2 separate regions of the Mus musculus genome follow, and region 2 is linked to region 1. A link is a contact called in public HiChIP or PLAC-seq data. All regions are on one chromosome and are shown on one strand. Each heading gives the region's core, a stretch centred on a gene start, on an enhancer-like site or on the middle of the called end of the contact. The rest is flanking DNA. Distances are from core to core; before and after follow the strand shown.

Region 1 (5,890 bases), core at 1,338-3,837:
AGATAGACCAAAAAAAAAAAAAAAAAAAGTGTGTGCTTGTGTACATGAATGGCTCGTATACAGCTGTTGGAACTGAATGGCCAGGCTCGCCCCTTCTTGATGAAAGTATAACGCTGCCCTGAGAGATACAGCTGCAGAGCAGGTCGGACACGTGGGAATTGGAAAACACCAGGATGAAGTCAGGAATGTGACAGAGATGAAGAGGATGCTGGGAGCTCAAAGCCTGGGGCCAGTATAATGGGTGAACAATGATTATTCAGTGACAGCAATGAGGAAATGGTCTCGTTCATAGCTTGAACCTTGCTATGTTTTTGTCCCCTCAAACTCCCATATTGAAATCCTTGCCCTTGAGATGACAGCATATGGAGATGGGCTGTGGAGTAGAGCGATGGCTCAGCTGTTAGGAGCATGTGCTGCTCTTCCAGAGAACCCGAGTTCTATCCCAACACCCACAAGATCAGTTCACAATTGCTTGTAACTCTGGCTGCAGGGGATCGGATGACCCCTTTGACCTCTGTGGGTGCTGCACTCACACCTACCCCTACACACACACACAAGTTTAAAAAATAAGTCTTTATAAAAAGAGGGCCTCTGAGGAGGTCCTTTATAGGACTGACCCACTTATGCCACCGGGAGGAGGTGAGCCTCACCAGACACCAAGGCTTCCAGAACTGTAGGGGGAAAATGTGTTTTTATTGTTATAAGCCATTGTGTCACAGCATTTTCTTAAAACAGCCAAATGGATGAAGATAAAACTTCAAAGGGAGAGTGGTAAGGTCAGGCTCAGGGCACGCCCTCTGTCTGGGACCTGTAGGTTCTAGCTGTGGGACAGTGGCATGTGGCCATTCAATGGAAAACACTCCTTCTCTGCTCTTGGTACAGCTGGCAAGTCCTGTGCCAACCTTACCTTACAATTAACAGCTGTTCATCCTTCATTGTTGCTGTTGGAAGGAGGAAGCTGGTGGGCCAGGTCTGTTGGGCCAGTTCTGAGGTGAGCACTCGCCTCAGACAAAAGGGCTGTTGTACCCATTGGTTCTCTGTGCCTTCCAAGCTACTAAGAGAGCTCTCCCTGGCCCTGTTTTCTCCAGGAAGTTCCCTGCATGTGCACAGAGCACCCGTCTAATCAAAGCATAAGGTGCCCCAACCTGTTTTAAGTGTCTACTTAGCCATGAACACATCAGTGGGTTTCGTGTTTCTGCTTAATTAAATATGTATGCTGTTGTAAATTGAGAAAAATTACAGCCATAAGCACACCAGCTCTGGAGAAAACAAGCTAGTGAGCTGGCCAGGACCGTGTCTGTGAGTCTATAAACCAGTGGTTTGGGCCATCAAATCTGCACTAGCCGTTTGCTTTTCTATGTGGGTTTTGTTGTTGTTTAGGTATTTTGTTTATTTTTATGTGAGTATGTGTGTAGCATATATACATGCGTGTGAGCCCTGGGTGCGGAGGCCAGAGGAAGGTAGAGGTCCTGCTCCTTTGCTGTCCACCATATTCCTTCAAGCCAGGGTCTCTCACTGAACCTAGAGCTAGGCTGGCAGCCAGCAAGTCTCAGTGGCTCTCCCATCTCTGTCCTCTGCAGCCCTGGGTTACACGCCCATGCAGAGACATGTCCACCTTTTACACGGGTGCTGGCTATTCACCCAGGCTCTCTCTCAGGCTTGCAAGGCAGGCCCTCTTCACTGCTAAGCCAGCTCACCTCCCCAGCCTTCTGTTTGTCCTGGTATCTGTTAATTTTTTTTAAAGCAAATTATATTTCGGAAACTTCGGAGTCACTAAGCCTTAGCTTTGTGACACTGAGTGAGGCTGTTAGTCCTAGGAAGCCACATTCTCCTCTGGGAGATCTTCTGCACTTGGCAGAACTCTCAAGATTAGCTTCGTGCATGTGAAACCCATAGCAAGGTCCTTGGCCTTGGCCTGGGGTGCTCTTAGTAGTATTAACATCAGAACACTCTGTTTAGCTCATGAAACACCAGGAGGGCTAGGCTGGGCTGGAAAATGTGGGGGTATCCTGCCTAGAATTCCCCCATTAGCAGAAGAGGCAGCTGAAGTCATGCAGAGAGGGGGACCCAGGGTCATATGGAGACACAAAGGTCCCACAGAATCCCAGCCCTGGTGGCTCTCCACTGGCTCTGCTGTTTTCTTCTGCAAACCCTGGCCTCTCTAAAATGCCCACATGCCTCCCCGGAGGCCATAGGCTAGTGCCTGTGCTCTCTTCTCTTTTGGTAGTCAGCCAAGAGGAACAAACTTGCAGTGACTCACCAGGTGAGCCAGTCCCCAGCGACTCTTCCTGTTATACAAAACACTCCTCTCTGACTGTGCCCACAGTTTGTATTCCCTGTTATTTCTATTCGTCCCTTCTGTTTGGAGAATCCATAAAGTGTGTATGTGTGTGTTGTGGGGGATGTGGAAGGGGGGTACCTACCCTAACACAAGACTACAGCCTGACATGCTAACCTTGTGGCCACCTGGAAGAGAAAAAGACTGGGTAGGCAGGTTGGCATGAGTTCAAGGTAGGGGCTGATGGCCGCCTCAGGGCATCGTGGAGCAGGTTTGGGCGGTAGTAGGGAGGGAGGGAGGGACTTGTCAGCTCTTGTCTGTGTGCTCAGCCTGCTCTCTGGGGAGAAAGAGACACCTGGCATATGCCAAAGGCTGGAGCACACAAAGGAACCCAGGAGGACCTTGGGGGTAGCATTGTTTCTCCAATTTGAGGCTCTCTTTTATTGTTTACAACACGCCATGTGCTTTTAAACTCCTGGTTGGCTGCCCCCACCACCTCCCCCATAAGCTCCTCAAATATACTGCCCCCCCCCCCCAGCACACTATCGGTTTGCACACCGCCTTCCTGCTTTGTGGCTCTGCTGGTTAGGAGTGGCTGCCTGCCCAATGGCTCTCCTGAAATCCCCATTAGGTCATCAACAGCCAATCAGAGCTTCTGATCAACTTGGCCTAACCTGTGTTTCTACCTGGGTTGACATAATCCTAAAAGCAAAGAAACTTGACAGCTTTCCTCAGCTAGCAGAGTCTTTTTACTGGCTTTTGAGAGCTTTCAAGTGCTTGCAGGGGTGTGGGGTGCGGGGGGGGGGGGGCTCCTTACTGCCTCAGGGAAATCTCTGTTGAGAGCCAATATGGAGCCCAAATCCATTCTTAGGCTCAGCTTGTGGATGGGGCTTCCCAGGAGTTAAGAGCAGATCACAGGCCCATTCAGCCGCCCTCCAGTGGCCTCTGCAGAGTCATATTATCCAGTTCAGGGCTAGCCATATGGCTCAGACGACAACATGAACTCAGACTTCAGTGCTGTATCAATCAGATACCATGGTACATACTACAACTCCAGCACCTAGAACATGGAGACAGCAACATGAGAAGCTCCGGGTCATGTTCTGTCTTCTACTGTCAAGCTTACAAGCATCCTTTGAGACCAGACCCAAGCCCAGTCCAAGCTGGGAGTACAATGGTGCACACCTTGGTCCCTGCACTTGAGAGGCAAAGGCAGACAGATCTATGGGAGTTTGAAGCTAGCCTGGTCTACATAGCAAGACCCAGGAGAGCCAGGGCTATGTAGAGAGACTCAGTCTTTAAAAGAAAAAAAAAAAAGAGTTAAGGGTCACCATCACAGTGAGTGATGGGACATGAAGGCCATTGTCTCCGCCATTTCCATCAGTCCTGGGGTTCACTGTGCTGAGGTCAGGGATCTTGTTTCCCTGACTTTCTATCCCCGCCAGGAACTAACTGTGGACAACAGCCAAGCTAGGTTCAGACTTTCATTAAAGTGTCAGGAACCTGGCTGTAGCATTTCGTCTGACTTGATTCTCCTTCCACTCTATGTCTTCTGCTAGCCAAAGCATCAACGGTGCTCAGAAGCCAGCTGAATGGCTGTGCAACTTGAGACATATGCGCCATTTTCCCTCTAACATCAAGATGCAAAAAGTCCTTTCATCCTCAGGTACATTCGAGACCTACCACGGAAGGAGTGCCAGCGGCCAAGGACACATGAGGATGCTCATTAGGGCAGTGCAAAGCCAAGCCACTGGGGCATAATCGGTTCACGAGTACCAGTATGGCTCTCGAAGTTAAAGGCAGAGTCCTGGTACAGTGCTGGCGGGGCTGTATCACACAGTAAAGCTGCTGTAGGTGACTGTTGGGTGGCTTCACACGGCTACCAGGACTCCAGTAATCAATCCTGCTGCATCGGCCTTGAGAAGTCAGGACTACAGGCAGGCACCACTGTCTCTCTCTAGTTTGTATACATACACACATACATACATGCATACATGCAGGCATACATAGATAAATGCATACATAGGTGTGTATGTTTGTGTGTGCATGCACATGCTGATGCACGTTCAAATGCCATGGCACCACATATAGAAGTCAGAAGACAGCTTACAGAAGTGGATTCTTCCACCATGTGATTCTGGGAATCAAACTCAGGTTGTCAGACTTAGCAGCAAGCTCCTATACTTGCTGAACCATCTCACTGGCCCCAACAGCCAAGATTCGTAAATGCTGTTCCCATTGGATGGCATTTTACACTTGTTAGGTTGAGCCCATAGAGCCTATAAAAATGTTCACAGTAAACCAAAATGCTAGATGCACTGCTTAAGTTATTTATATATTTATTCTGTGCTCACAGATTCTAAGCATGTTTCTACCATTGAGCTCCTCTAGCCTTCAAAGTTAGGTAGGTAGGTGGGAGGGAAAGAAAGGGAAGGAAGGAGGGAAGAAAGGAAGGAAGGAGCTATAATATTAAATCTATCAAATATGAGCTTATAGGATAGCCAGATCAACTCCTGTAATGTGTGTGTGTGTGTGTGTGTGTGTGTGTGTGTTACATGCGTATGTGTATTTAATGTGGACTATTCTAAGGATTTGAAACTAGGAGTGACTTGGTTTAGAGTCGTGTCTTTACCTCTTGTAGATTTGTTGCTCTAAGTTTCTTAATCTTTTGGAATCTCAATTCGACTATGTATTGAAAAGGAAATTATGGCGTGTCCACCACAGACTTAATGCCTAGAATTTAATGAATGACTAACACATGTAAAGGCTGGATAGGATCCACCCCTTGGTTAGGGCTTGGCACATGGCAACTGTGTAGGATGGTGACTTATGTACAGCTGCCTCCATGTATGTTTGTGGTGATGGTTAAGGGTATAAAGGCTGGGAGTCCAGTGGGTCCTCAGTCCACTTAATAATGAGATTGTCCCTAAGAAGAACCACACAAAAGGCTCATATTCTGTTGTCAATTCTGCAGGAGAAACAATGGGAAGAGAATGAAGCCTGGTTCCATTCCATTCAGCACATAGGATTTTAAATGATAGTGGAACGGCCAGAGCAGCAGCGGGGCAGGAGTGGCGAGCAGGGCAGCTCTGCAGCAGGCCGGCAGGTCCCACCGAGTCAGAGCGTATCCTGTAGGTCCTGGTCTCCCAGGACTGAGTTTTCTTTGCTAGCACTCAGCAGTACTGGATTTTTCTTTTGTTTGGGGGTCAGTGGGAGATTGAGACAGAGTTTCTCTGTCTCACCCTGGCTGTCCTAGACCTTGCACTGTGTAACAGCCCTGGCCTCAAACTCAGAGATTTACCTGCTCCAGTGCTGGGATTAAAGGCATGCACCACCACTACCAGGATCAACAGCACAGGGTTTTAAAAGGTGAAAAGGTGTGTGTGTACATGCATGGGGGTACGTGTGTGTGTGTGTGTCTGTGTGTGTGTGTCTGTGTGTGTGCATATGTGGAGTTTAGATGAAAACAGTTTAGAATGTATGAACACAGAATAAATAAATAACTTCTGGGTGCACCTGACATTTTGTCCCGCATGAAGGTATATGTTGTGACAGCTTGGTCCTGTCTATTATGGTGTTGGGAGCTGGTGAAGGTCTGAAGAGGCCCAGTTG
Region 2 (5,822 bases), core at 2,433-4,932, 280 kb before region 1:
ACTCCTCAGACCTGGTAGTCCAGAACCCAGCCATGTCACCGCAAAGGTGGGGAATGTAACAGTAGAGCCAGAAGCATTTCTTCTAAAAGGCAGACTGATGCCGTGAGCTTCCGTACGGGCTGGGGACTAGAGAAGGTGACTCGGAACCATTCCCAGCCTTGCCCACAGATGGCAAGATGAGGTACTGACTCTCAAATTCTGGCTTAATTAACAACTAGGTCATCTGTCCAGGGCTCCTTGTCACAAGGAAGGACAAATAAACTAGCAATGGTTCTCCAAGGCCTCGTGCCTCAGCCCAACATGCCACCTACATCTCAAGCAGGGTTTTTTCCAGAAAGCTCCCTGGTTTGGGGTCTCCAAAGAGGTCAAAGGCTGAGAACTAAGGCGGTCAGGCCCAGAGCTATATAGGCAGAACACCCCCTCAGGTGGCAGGAGACATATATATTTGATCTGGTCTCATGCTAAGAAGCCTGGGGAATGGTCACCTTCTGAGACTATTGAGACTGGGCACTCCCTGTGTTCTCTGTCCAACACTGCTGGAGAATCAGCTCTGTCTATAAGTCAAGCTTTGAGGAATACACGGCAGCCTAGTTCCACAGAAGCACACACAGCCAACTTAGAAACAGCAACAAAGAAACAACTGCAGGCACTGAGATCAACATACGGAAAACACGAGATCACTTAGATATTGCACATCGGCGGCCCCTTATTTTTTTTTTTTATCTTGTAGCTAATTAATAGTAAAAACGAAGGGTACACGGGGTATAAATTATGGAACACATTCCTGAAAGCAGCTGGTTCTTTGTATTTCGTCACTAAAAACACAAGAGCTCTACAGGCACAGCCAGCTTATTCACACACACTCGAACTGCACCAGACTGTAGCGAATAGAGAAAGAGATGGATGCCTTCAAGTTCACTGGGTGGAACTATGAAAAGTAGACCTTGGAAATCTCTTAGAAGTGCTATCTATTTACCCTAGTCATGCAGGGAGGAAGTTAAACACAGTTCAATGAAGACCCAAGCACTCGTGGAGGTAAGTGCGAGAAGGTGAGGCTGAGCCTGAGGGAAGAGGAGAGAAGCTGGGCCTCTTTGTAGTGGCTGTTTCTCCCAACCACCCCAGGGCTAGGACCTCACCCCTCATAATGTGATGCTTTAAAAACACGATCAAACCACCCAGAAAACAGTCCCACTGGACTTAAGAGAGGCACGATTCTTTTGTACACTGTTAACAAACAGCCCTGGAACCACACATTATACAGAAGAACGTAGAAGCATTACAAGCACAAACAGGGACAGGTAAACAACCAGACAGGGGGCTGACACTGCATAGGAGAAACAGTCCAGTCAGCACTGAGAGGACACAGCAGTGTACTGCGGAGCATCTGCCGCTCCCCTCCCTGCCTTCCTTTCTTTTCTCTTCTTTTTATTTTTGGCTTAAGTTTTCTGTTTTGAAAATTAACTACTGATCGCTTTAAGAAGCTTGGACTTGTTTTGGACCTACTGCAATGCCATTACAGTCGAGAATATACTGTAAACAACCTTGGGGAGGTGGCCGCTGAGGAGGGGTCTTGCTGGAGTCCGGTTCCTTAAGTGTTCCACTCTGGAAGACAAAAATAACAACAACAAAAAAATACCACAAGAGATAAAACCAAAGCTCCAAGCAAACGCCAGAGACAAGTTCAGTGGAAGCCCATGCTGGGGTCCCAGGGCCTGCTCAGGAAATCCTGATGTGCAGACCACCAAGGACCCTCAGCCTCTGGGCTGTTGCTGGTCTTAAGTTGGCAGTGTGGGTCTTGGAATTACTGATGGACACCATAGCCTCCTCATGCCCCTTCCATTTTGCTCATGGTAGACTTACTCTACCTGGAACTTTAAGTCTGTGCTTTGTCGTCACCCCTCACCCTGACATCCAGGTTCTATTTGTACTTACTCTCTGTTCCCAGCTTCTGAAAGGAGAGCAACTGGGTTGCCCATGGCTCTTAGGGAGGGGTGGTGATGAGGTCTGGGTAGGGTGGGGTAGATGTATGAGCTTATGTGTGCCTGCTTTCTAATCGTGATGAACCGTAGGGTGGGGTCAGTTCAGGAGCTAGTGGGGTTCTGATCTACTCTTTGGGCTAGGCTGTACCGCCGGAGAGAGAGGGACCTGAATGGGGGTAAGATGCTAATACTGGTAAAGTGCTCAAGGCCAAGTTGTTTTGCTGTCTCAGAACGCAGAATTATAGTCTGCCTGACGGCATGGCTCCACTCCTACGCTTCCTCTCCTCCCAGCTGGGATTCTGATTATGTCCTGACAGGATCAAAGATGCATGTGACTTCGTTTGTCTCACATTTGTGTTTCAGGCAGTTCATGTTAGGGGTTTGTCTTCAGTGTGCCGGAAACATTCTCTAAAGCCAAAGTGTGCCAAGTGGGCCGATGGTGATGTCAGAGTGTGCCTCCACAAGCTGGGCTGCAAAGTGGGCTAAATGTGCCTTCAGTCGGCCTCCCGTTTCCCTCTCAGTGCCCTCTGCCCTCAGGAGAAGGCCCCAAGCCCTATTCCCACCTCAGTGCCATCTCTTCCCTGCTCCCCACTGCCCCCGTGTCTGAGGCTGGCCATGTCTCTCCTCCCTGCCCCGCACTGCCCCTGTGGCTGAGGCTGGCCATGTCTCTCCTGCTCCCTAGGGCCACTTTTTAGCTCAAATACCCTTGAAGTAGAAGTGTTCTCTTCCCAGTGCTCAGCCATTCAATGATGACATGACTCTAACTGTATAGAAGTTTATACAGTACCAGGCCTGGCCTTTGCATTATCCTTAGTACCCCACAGCAGGGAAGCCCATCTTACCTGTCAGCCACCTTCAACAACAAAACATCCCTTTCTTCCAAGACTCTAACTGGTTCCAGAAGACCTGCTCTGAGTTCTGACACTGAGATACACACTTAAGCATTAAGCCAGTTGGTGGCCACCTACGCCACTCATGCATCAGGGTCCCTCTAAACTAGCTTCCTAATCCTCCCCACTCATCTCTCCAATCTTTGTTCCCTATGGCCACTGTTCCCCTCTTAAAACTTCTCCCTAGACATGCCACTTAATTCTCCTGAAATTTCCCGAGTGTTTACTGTGTCCCACGTAAATGGGCCTTTATGTGACCTGTCCTTTACACCTCACAATGCTGTATGTAGTAGAAGATGTTATACCAAGATTCCCAGTTGCTCCAGCACAGTGGAACTAACCTTTCTAGCCTTCAGTTCCCCACATGTCCTAAAAGAATGCATGCCTTCTGGTCCCAACCTTATTGATAGTCTCTTTCCGAGGTCATGTGAAGCATCTAGACTGGTGCTTGCCAGTGCTCTCCCTCAGGCCTCACAGGAGGCACCCACCATGCAGGCTGACCCTGGCTCTCCTCAGTCACAGAAATACACACGTGAGACATTCAAGGATAAAATGAGCCCCAAAGTGCCCTTCCCAAGGCTTTGGGGAGAGAGGCCAGAGCCTGGGAATGTGCCTTGGCTACCCTTGATGGCGCCTGAAGAGTTTCTCCTGTCCCTGGTTCCACTGAGGCTGGGGATGGAAGACTTCTCAGGGGCTGAGGAAGCCAGGAGGAGAGTCCCCTAGGACTGTCCCTTGCCAGGCTGAGACACTCTGGCTCCTCCCACAAGCCTGCTGTCTGCTAGGGGCTGAGGGCTTATTCCCTGTGGGGTTTGGCTACCACGGGATCTGTCTCCAGTCACCAAGAGCCTCCTGGGATGCTGAATTCCACAGAAGTCTGGCCACTCTGGCGTCACTGCCAAAATTTGGCATATAGCCAGCCCAAGGCAGGACCTCGTGGTCAGCCTGAGCAGCAGAGTTTCTCTCAGGAAGCTGGTTGACTCAAACAGGTAAGAATGTTTAGTCCAGCTCCCGTGGCCAGCTGCACACACACAGGGAGGAGGAAAAGAGCCTTTTAACTGCCTACAAAACAAAGCCCCGTGAAACCGAGCTTATGGAAAGACTGCAAGTGGCTGTCAGTCTGATACCACTGCCTAAACTAATGTGGCTGAAGGTGCATTTGTGTCTTAATGGGGGAGGGGAGCCCTCCCTTCTTGCTTGGTCAAGCCTCCTTAGAAAGCAGTCACCACGCTGGGCACCTCTTTGGAGGGGTCCATTGGTAGGGTCTGTGAAGAGATAGGGGTTGAGAGACTGGAAACACTTTCTTTATGAGATTTGACAAGTTACATCTCTGCATCTTGGCTTCCCCAAATGGTCAGACTACAAGGATTAAACGATGATGTGACCCTGGCAGCACCAGAGTTAGTGTCAATCATGTCAGTGGTAGCCTAGGTAACACTGACTGTCCCACTGTGAGAACTCTTCAACTAGCACCTAGAAAAACTCTGGCCAGAGATACTATATAGGGGATGCAAGTTGTCACAGGCAGATGAGTTCTGCTGGCTCCTTCGTCTCTAGGCTTCCACTAATTCTTTGTGCATTTGAGTTCTTTGGATGACAGAGGTAAGAGATAGCAGTGCAGTCTTGAGGCAAGAAAAGCCCCAGGGCTGCTGGGCCTGAACAGAGATATCCCGAAGGCATAGGGTTTGAGGGACTCCTCGGTGAGGAGAGCAAGCTGCCGCCCATAGAGGTTTGGTAGGCTAATTAATATCCTGCTCTGCTGGGTCTGTGGGGCTTTAGCAATCAAAGGGGCTGGGGGGCAGAAGAGATGAATGTCCCATGAAGCAGCTGGTGAAGTGACAGGTCAAGCATCTGGCTATCAATGGAGGAGAGCAAGTTTCCTCATACGGCACCACGAGTGCCCAGGTTTCCCTTTCTTTCCTTCCCCCTCACAGGCATACCAAAAAGCCCCGGTGCATGGTATTACACAGACCCTTCTGAGCTGGGGGTCAGATGGTCCAGCTCTTCTTAGCAGCCAGGTGACTCTGGATAGGTCATCTTCATTGTCTTTCCTGATATGTCAACACATAAAGAATTACAACCTCCATATCTCACATAAGAGTTTTGAGGCTTAAAAACATCAAATGAGCTTTATAAACTATAAAGTCCTAGCCAGTGAATAATATATGGTAACGCCATTGTTTTTGTTTAAATAAGAGTAAATCTACAGTGTGAGAACTACATGTATCAATGGAAAAGATATTGCTAACTAGTTTCCTGTCATCTTGTGCACACGGAGGGTAGTTCTTGTGTGGGGGATTTGGGGTTGGGTTAGACCATGCCTTCTCTCTATACATCACTGCCTTAGTTTGGGCAAGATCCACTCAATTGCAGATCACTGGCCTGAGAGAGAAACGTAGCCCATGAGGATCTATGGGGGTTTTGCTGAAGGTACATCTAATTTCCCACCCTGTGGCTTTTGTTAGACAGACTGGCAGAGGAGCTCCTATCTAAGTGAGGCCCCAACAGGATGGAAAGCTGAGGAAGGAAAGACATTGAGTGACTCAACTTTTGAGAATTGTTGGCTTAACACCAGCTGCCCCCACCAGGAGGAAGGCCTGTGCTTGCTCAGCATATCTGAGACAGGAAATTGGGAAAGGGTCCCAGGGTCTGGCCCCAGGAAAGGGGCCAGGCCAAGCTCCTTGCTGGCCACGCCACAGAACTATTCTGATCAGCTCCCCCAGGCCTTGCTTCCCCGGTCCAGTACTCCAGGGAGAATGAAGCAGCAGGAAGGAATGTGGTCAGGAGGTTGTAGAGCAAAGGGGACAGTATGTTTTCAGCACCTTGAGACCTTTCAGTTGCCACTGCCCCTTTCCTTCCTCTGCAAGGGTATAAAAGGTATCCAGGAATGAGATGATGCCCCTTCCTTCCCAGGGGAATTACTCTTGGGCAAAGACCACTGCCTGGATAGTGGCCC

The links. HiChIP or PLAC-seq counts read pairs in DNA pulled down with a chosen protein or histone mark.
Region 2: an HNF4G HiChIP or PLAC-seq map of pancreatic cancer cells shows a contact between it and region 1. The contact joins two enhancer-like sites. A contact is called at or near these places in 1 of 39 promoter capture datasets (neural stem cells), 1 of 484 Hi-C or Micro-C datasets (the N1E-115 cell line) and 2 of 115 datasets of contacts at active chromatin or transcription factors (extraembryonic endoderm stem cells and pancreatic cancer cells).

The regions. Positions count from the first base shown.
Region 1 is chr6:114,985,153-114,991,042 of GRCm38.p6, reverse strand. No RefSeq gene overlaps it. Among named protein-coding and RNA genes, the nearest start is that of Gm38876, 43 kb to the right of the region's middle. Within about 2 kb of position 2,587, at least 112 of the 459 cell types and tissues checked have an H3K27ac peak or open chromatin away from gene starts, as enhancers often do. A contact at or near this core is called in pancreatic cancer cells, where this site is marked.
Region 2 is chr6:115,269,976-115,275,797 of GRCm38.p6, reverse strand. It overlaps Syn2 (synapsin II), which reads right to left. Exons shown (of 13, transcript NM_001111015.1): 11 at 1,542-1,602. Among named protein-coding and RNA genes, the nearest start is that of Timp4, 21 kb to the right of the region's middle. Within about 2 kb of position 3,682, at least 87 of the 459 cell types and tissues checked have an H3K27ac peak or open chromatin away from gene starts, as enhancers often do. A contact at or near this core is called in pancreatic cancer cells, where this site is marked.